Regions from separate parts of the Sus scrofa genome. Here regions 2 and 3 are each linked to region 1. Evidence: chromatin contacts called from public Hi-C and HiChIP or PLAC-seq data. All regions are on one chromosome and are shown on one strand. The core of a region is the stretch at or near the end of the contact, and the rest is flanking DNA. Distances in the headings are between cores, read along the strand shown. Region 1 overlaps LOC102159961 (a long non-coding RNA gene). Region 2 has its middle 320 kb from the start of SLC30A5. Region 3 has its middle 240 kb from the start of SLC30A5.

The links. A called contact is a pair of places that touch in the nucleus more often than the background predicts. HiChIP or PLAC-seq counts read pairs in DNA pulled down with a chosen protein or histone mark.
Region 2: a contact with region 1 is called in an H3K27ac HiChIP or PLAC-seq map of skeletal muscle. The contact joins two enhancer-like sites. A contact is called at or near these places in 2 of 47 Hi-C or Micro-C datasets (alveolar macrophages and fetal heart ventricle) and 1 of 2 datasets of contacts at active chromatin or transcription factors (skeletal muscle).
Region 3: a Hi-C map of skeletal muscle shows a contact between it and region 1, with 5 times the contacts expected there. The contact joins two enhancer-like sites. A contact is called at or near these places in 3 of 47 Hi-C or Micro-C datasets (liver and skeletal muscle) and 1 of 2 datasets of contacts at active chromatin or transcription factors (skeletal muscle).

The regions. Positions count from the first base shown.
Region 1 is chr16:47,184,524-47,187,142 of Sscrofa11.1, forward strand. All of the region lies in intron 1 of LOC102159961 (a long non-coding RNA gene), which reads right to left. Among named protein-coding and RNA genes, the nearest start is that of SLC30A5, 99 kb to the right of the region's middle. Within about 2 kb of position 1,333, at least 12 of the 83 cell types and tissues checked have an H3K27ac peak or open chromatin away from gene starts, as enhancers often do. A contact at or near this core is called in skeletal muscle, where this site is marked.
Region 2 is chr16:46,964,836-46,967,454 of Sscrofa11.1, forward strand. No RefSeq gene overlaps it. Among named protein-coding and RNA genes, the nearest start is that of SLC30A5, 320 kb to the right of the region's middle. Within about 2 kb of position 1,301, at least 8 of the 83 cell types and tissues checked have an H3K27ac peak or open chromatin away from gene starts, as enhancers often do. A contact at or near this core is called in skeletal muscle, where this site is marked.
Region 3 is chr16:47,040,342-47,042,960 of Sscrofa11.1, forward strand. No RefSeq gene overlaps it. Among named protein-coding and RNA genes, the nearest start is that of SLC30A5, 240 kb to the right of the region's middle. Within about 2 kb of position 1,325, at least 3 of the 83 cell types and tissues checked have an H3K27ac peak or open chromatin away from gene starts, as enhancers often do. A contact at or near this core is called in skeletal muscle, where this site is marked.

The DNA.
Region 1 (2,619 bases), core at 83-2,582:
CACAGGATTCAAATCTATCCTTCATTGCTGCATAGACAAAATAATGCAATTACAATAAAAAGAAGTTGTATTCAAACAGTCCTTACTAGTTTTTAAACATTTCATAGTTTACAAAAGCATTTTCTCATTTCATCAAATAAGTTTAGTATTCAGTCAACCAACACTTATCGACCCCCAACAGGTATCCCTGGTGCAAGCTCAGGACTTAGTGGATGAAGAACAAGATATGGTCTCTGCCCTCAAGAAACCCAGAGTCTAGTAGGTGAGAAAGACAGGTAGGCAATAACTGAATATAAGTGCCATAGATAGTTCCCTGGTGTCACAGTGGGTTGAGGACTCAGCATTGTCACTGCTGAGGCTCAGTTTGCTGCCATGGCACAAGTAGATCCCTGGCCTGGGAATTTCCGCGTGCCAAAAATTAAATTAAATTTTAAAAATGTGCAATAGAGAAATATAAAAATGTAGGAGTGGATAGAAGATAATAGACATAGAAAGTATTCAAAGTTTATAGTGGTATTTGGGAGAGTAGTGTTTACTTATATGCTCCGAGACACCAGGGATATCTAGGTATATATATGCATAGGCAGAAACATAATTTTTTTCCCTTTGCTTTTTTGAGCCACACCTGAGGCATATGGAAGTTCCCAGGCTGGGGTCAAATCAGAGCTGCAGCTGCCAGCCTGTAGCAATGTAGGATCTGAGCCACAGCAATGTAGGATCTGAGCCTCGTCTGCCTACACCATAGCTCACAGCAACACCAGATCCTTAACCAACTGAGCAAGGCCAGGAATCTAACCCACATCTTCATGGATCCTAGTCGGGTTTGTTTCTGCTGAGCCACACTGGGAACTGCATAATAAAATATTTTTGATGCGAGTGCAAGACTGAGGGTGGCAGCTACTGCAGCAGAAGATCTGGTGGTGGTAGAAGTGGTGCTGATGGTGGGTTTGGGAAGACTTGGGCATTTCTTGTTGATCAGAATGGGTGTCCTTTCCTGGTATAGCATCAATTCCTAGCCATCCCCAAAACATCTCTCTTCATAGCCTGACAGTCCATCTTTTCGCCACAAAGCTAACGGTATATACAACCACAGCAAACGACAACCTGAAAATATTAGCAGTGACTCTGTGGTCATAAATCACGTCCTGAAGAAGTGATAGCCAGTGACCACTTAAAGATATACCTAAATACCAGGAAAGCAAAAAGGAAACGCTCTGCTCAACCCTGCCTTAGATTAGCCAAGCTGCTCATTTGCATGAACAGGAGAGGCAACGATCATTTTGAGGAGGGTGAAGAAGCCAGGCAGGGAAGGAAGAAACCAAACACCAGCTGAAAGCAGATGACACGAGTGTCTGGCTCATGTAGCCTCATGAGAAACAGCATGAAATACGTTTCTTTCAGAAAGGCGGCTATCAGAAGAAAAAAAAAAAAAAAAAGGTTGTAATAAATCCGAACAAAAGCCAACAATGTTGGACAACTTGTTAGATAGATATTCAGGAAGGCTGATCCACCTCACTGGATTGTTGTAAGGAACAGTTAATAAAAAAAGATTGTCAAGGACACTGCAAACATAGAAGAACTAACACATAATAAGAACATTAATAATCAGGGAGGACCTAGGAATGAAACCAGTTCCATCAAGACCGAAGATGTTGAGCAACCAGCACAGAAATAAAGAAAACAGATACAACTGCCTGGAGGTTGTCCAAACCAACAAGAACCAAATACTTTTTTGCTCTTAATTTTAAAAAAGTAGACAAGTTTACAGGGTATAAGACTATAAATAAATATTGGCCAATGGGTTCTTGCTTTTCCCTGGAGGCAGCTCCCTTTGAAATGACTTCCTGGACCGAGGCAGTGAGGGAGCTGAAGGCGCTCACCCTCCTCCCTAGAACCCATGGTCCGCGACAGGAAGCCTTCCCTCCCCAGTCCTGATGATTTGGGGTTGGAAAAAACACTGGAAGGAATCCAAAGCTGTGGTTCATTTCATTCTTTCATTTCCTGCCTTTGCCAAATGCTGACAATTACAAACAAATGTTGTCTTCACAACTACTTTCTTCTAGATGAACATTCTGCTCATTTTGGTGGCTTTTGTGTATGTGACTGGAGAAACACTTTCTAAATCCCCAAGGTGACAGGACTTCCACGTAATGATAATGATTATTTAATGTCATCATCACAATGGGTTGCCTAGGCAAATGAAATGCTTGCTGGGTCTAAAGCATGCACTCAAGTAAGGTCAATTAACGCTTTCCAGGGTACCCGATTTCCCATTGGGGCCCTAAAGAAGGCAATTCATTACCCAGCCATTCTCCACACGCACACCCACCACAACACTGCTGTCTACCAGCAAGTTCTTCAGTTGCTTAGACTGTCAGGCTTCTCAGCCAGTGTGGAGGAAGTCCAAGAGAGATAAGAATACGCTGAGAAGGTCCAGGCTGGGGGATATTTTTAGTCTTCTGAAGATAGTCCAGCGGTGATCATCAGCATCATCATCACCACCCACGCAAACACAATCCATCTTCCTTTTCAAAGCACTTTCATCACATAAATCATTCCCTTTGATCCTCACAATCCCCGAGGTATGCAAAGCAGGTATTAGTACAGTCAACATCTGGC
Region 2 (2,619 bases), core at 51-2,550, 220 kb before region 1:
TAAAATAGAGGCAGCGAAAACATCATTTGGACCAGCCCATGGGCCTTTCATAGTCTTTTCTAGTGCCCTCCTCCCACCCCCAATGGATCATAAAGCAAGATGGCGGCCTTCATCCTTCACTTGGCCCAGGCCATGGCCATGTGAGCAGTCTGAGCATTCCAACAGGTTGGGATACCCAGCCCCATACTCATGGAGTAGAAACTTCCTGGTGACAATATAACAAATAACAATATAACAACAGATAGCCCCATCTTCAGCACATCTTCGTTCACATTTCATATCAGTTGCCATTTGCTCCTTATCTCTTAGAGAGGACACTGTGAAGATGGATGGTGTGATCCCACAAAGAGCTCCGAGGCTTTCAGATGGACCAGTGCCCTATAAAAGTGTTATTGATCAGTGAAGGACATTTACAGGAATCCTCTGAGTCTCGCCCTTCCGTTTCTTTGTCCCTTCACCTCCACCCCCACTCCCTAGGAATTTTATGATCTGAAGGCCAAAATGCTTTAAATCTTAATAACTACCTGTGCCACTCAGGATACTGAAAGGAGCTTGACTCGTTCCAAGCTTTTACTGCAGCCAAAGTAACTGCTGCACCATTTAAAAATTCCACTGAAAAAGCAAGTAGCCTTCAACACGTTAAGCTGATTTTCATGTAAGTGGTAAAATATTAAAGGACCAGAAGTTTTATCCAATAATAAAATCACCTAGCCCCGTCACCCCCTTTCCCTTTGCAGGAGGCAAGAGGGTGGACTCATAAGCCCTGAAGGGTGTGCACCTGCCTGGAAAGGTTGGCTGGCTAGCCACCAGCTTCTGATAACACACTGGGGAAGGGGCTGAGCATTACTTCTCCCTCTTCCTCCAGTGCCCTGTGTGTCCCAGTAGGTTGTGCCCGATCCTGCAAAAAAAAAAAAAAAAAGAGTTTTCAGGATGCCAAGAAGCCCTCAGTCCATTCCCCAACCAGGCCAACTGTGGAAGAAAGCCAATGTATGCTTGGCTCCATAAAAGGACAGCCATTGACCATTAGAATCCCTGGGAGGTATTCTTTCTGCTGTCCTCTTAAAGGACACCAACCCCAAATCTGTGGGTAGTTTGTAAGAGGCAGTACCGATGGGAGGGGGATCAGATGGCACAATGAGAAATCAACTATTCCCTAATGATCTCCCAAAATAAAGGTGGAGAGCAGGGCTGGCCAAGTCAGAATGGGAAGCTCGTAGCCCAAGCTCACTGGCTCCTGACACTACAGTAAAACCCAGGCTTGGAATGAGGGAGGAATTTTGGGCCTGGCTTCAGCCCCCTCTGCCAGCTGCCTTGGCACCAGTCACTATGCTCAGGGGATTGGCAGAAGGGGAGCCAAATAGTATAGACCTTCCAGGCTCTCCTGGGCACAAGGCACGTGGAGAATTGGCATAGCCTCTCTCACCCCCACCTGCTGCCCAGAACCATTTCAGCATCACATAATGCAAAGGAAAACAGACATTCATCTCATCAATGAAGTTCTTGATCCTGCTGTCTCCCAGCAATGCCAGGATACCAGTGGAACTCACCGCTTGCTCTCTGGGTGCCACCCCAGAGTCCCACTGCCAGTTCCCTGGGAGCTTGTGGCATTCCTTCGCTACACAGCCTTTCCTACTTTGAAGATTGAAGCCCTCTGCACAGCACTTTTAGATCTGTCTTCACAGAAAAAACACCACATAAAAAAAAAAACCTCTTTTCTCTCCCTGTAAGCATGTCATGAAGATACAGACTACAAAAATATCGAGAATTACTGACCCAGAAAGGTTATAGAGAGAGATCCACCTTACCCAGCTATGGAAAGAAATCACGCAGGTTCCCTTACAGTACAAGTTTCTCAGATGCCAAGTTTCTACCACATATTTCCTTCATGATCTGAGAGCTGTCTCTTAACAAAACTCCTAGATTCTCATTAATCCTGAACCAAAGAATTAGGTAGACTCCACTCATTCATTCAACAAATATCTATGGAGGAGCAGCAACTATGAGCCAATTATTGTAAAAAGTGTTGTGGGGGATGAGTCAGACATGGATTCAGCTTTTCAGGCACAGGCAAGACCACAGACAAGCTATATTAATAACTATGGAAGAGAGACAGCTAGCCTTTCACTCAAATCCCTCCTCTTATTCCTGGGTACGCAGCTGAATACACTTCCCAGCTTCCTCTACTCTGAAGTGTGGCCACGCGCCTGGGCCCTGGTCAATAACAAGAGGATGGAAAGGCAGTGCTCCATTTCCAGTGATGCACCTGTGAGACCTTGCATGCCGTTTCCTCCTTCCAGCTGGGTGTGATGGCAAGATCACCAAACCCAAGGAGTCAAGTGCTGAAGAGGGCAGAGCCTCAGACGGCCCAAGTTCCTGACGGTCCAAGTGGAGGAAAGCCACCCTCAAGGCCTATCCACGTTCATGGACAAGAGAAAGACATAAATTTTTACTGTGTGCATCCATCCATGATGGGGTCTCTTTACAACAGCAGCCAGGCTACTCTAACAAATATAAACGTTGAGATGATTTATTAAGATGCAGAGATGCTCAGTATATACTAGGGTAGAATAAGTTGAAAAACTTATTATAGTGTGATGTCACTCATTTTAAAAGATTACA
Region 3 (2,619 bases), core at 75-2,574, 140 kb before region 1:
CTGCGCTGTCCTTGCCCAGCCCTCAATGCACAAGGACAGGCTGTCCCCAACTCCTTTGTGTGTGTGCTACAGAGAATCCTTTTCTTTGGTTTGCTAAAATATAATTTCAGTAGTTTATCATGGAGCTTTATTTTTTTAAAACCACAGTGAGAGCAACCAGTCCTCTAAAGACCCCTGAAACCCTTATGTGTCCTTAATTGATCCACAGGTCTGAGTGCTGCCAGGCAGTCCACCTGGGTCAGCTGAAACACATCCACATGCGGCCCGCCTGCCCCAACCCAAGCCATGTGGTCAGCCAAGTCTGTCAGTGATACCCTCTGAGCCCAAGTGTTTGCAACTAATTGCCTGCAGGTCACAACCAGAGAGTACACATTTATCCCCACTACCAGAGAAAGCATTTAGTTTTAGTTTTCCATTACAGCCTTTACTGATAAATCTGTATGGACATATTAGCTACCAAAAGGTTCATCATCTCATTGTTTGCAAGAGCAATAAGTTGCAAACCATCTGAATTTCCAACAACAGCACACACAAAAATTAAAGTCCATCTATAGAATAGAATAGTATATAGCTCCTAAAAATGCTGTTTCATAGAAGGATCAATGGATAGGACAAGATGCTCAACACAGAATGCTTTCTAGAACGTAAGCTCCATGAAAGTAAGGGATTTGTGTTGTTCATCAGTGCACACCCAGTGCCTAGAACAAGACTAGGTACATGGTAGTCATTCTTTAGATATCTGTTTATTGAATCAATATAAGAAGCAGGTAAGGAGATGACAAAGAGTATGGTTCCATTTCTATAAAAAGACACACACACATACACAAAAGGATGTGGAAGGATATACAACCAAATGTCACTTGTAGCTTTCTCTGGAAGGGTGAGATTTTTATATTCTCATTTTCTCTCTATTTTTTTTCTGCTCATAGTTCAAGGTGCTATTCTAACAAGGGCCAAAACCAAAAGGAAATTATTGGGGGAACCCATTACAAACTCAGCTCTTCTTGCTCAAGTTCACCTATGAAACCACTGTCCCTTACTTGCCAGAATAGTATGACACTAAGCACAGTCTAAGTCCCTGTAGCTTATATCGAACTTGCCCCCTTGGCTTTAACCTCATGTCAGCCTGGGTTCCATGAAGGGCCCTCAGGCCCCAGCACTCTTGGCAGAGCCTCATCTATGTCTCCCATGACTAAGCTCTGTCAGTTTCCAATTCATCCCAAACAGGAAAAGGACATTTTACTCCTCTCTTCATATAAACAGACTGCCCACGTTTAGAGGGCATCCTCCCGTCCTTACTGCACCAAGCATGACAGTGTGAACACTTTTCACTCAGTTTCTCCAAGGGCAATTGAACAAGCACCTAAAGATGTCACCTGCCAGGGCCTCATCCTGTTAAATGATGACAGCCCTAGAGGAGAACAGGGCAAGCAAAAACACTAAAACTTTGTAAAATCAGCTTGCGTGAAGTTGCCCCCGTACCAGAGCTGGTGCATGTAATCCTCCCCTGGCTGAGCTAATTGGTTTAGATCACGGATGATTTTACAGCCCCAGAAACCATTCTCTGATTGCAAGAATGAGAGGTGCCAAATGATCTTAAACCACAGCACAGACGGGCCCAGTGCCACCAGAAGAATATTTGGGGAAAGAGCTATTTTAAACGAATGCTCCTGTGGGTATAAGGATACGTTTCTGTCTAGACGCCTGGTAACACCTGTTGCTCTCTCATCCTGCCCCCTGTCTACCTCCCCCCTTGACAGCAATGTAGCCAAGACAAACCATGGCCACCTGACAGAGCCCAGAGACGTGGCCACGTGAACAGCAGACCCTGGCAGCCCAGACATCGCATGCTCTGGCGCAACCTGTCAGACCAGACAGCTCTGCTGCCAGGTGTCAAGGAGCCACTGGAGGGCAGGGAACAGACCTGGAAGCCAAGACTTTAAATTTTCAGATGGCAAGAGAAAGGAGGCTTCTTCCTGAGTGAATTATGGCTTTGGTTCTGGTATGCAGATCAGCATCAAGCAAGTGGAAGGAGAGGAGGGCAGCACTCCTGTCCAATCCAATCCAGCCCTCTCTACCTAACTGTCCCCAGTAAGTTGTCTAGCCTATCCTTGAATCCATATGGTGACAGGAAATTCACTATCTCATGAAACAGCTCATTTTATTGAGAAGCAGTCTTCACTGTACTGAGCTGATCTATTCCTGTAAACTGTGCTCCCCTCGTTACACTTTAGAAAGCTACAAAGGAAGACAGGAGTTCCCATCATGGTACAGCAGAAACGAATCTGACCAGGAACCATGAGGTTGCGAGTTTGATCCCTGGCCTCACTCAGTATGTTAAGGATCCAGTGTTGCCATGAGCTGTGGTGTGGTTGCAGACATGGCTTGCATCTGGTGTTGCTTTGGCTGTGGCGTAGGCCAGCAGCTGTAGCTCCAATTAGCCCCCTAGCCTGGGGACCTCCATATGCCAAGAGTGCAGCCCTAAAAATCCAAAAAGAAAGTAAGTAAGTAAGAAAGAAAGAAAGAAAGAGAAAGAAGGGAGGGAGGGAAGGAAAGAAGGGAGGGAGGGAGGGAAGGAAGGAAGGAAGGAAGGAAGGAAAGTTACAAAGGAAGAGTCTC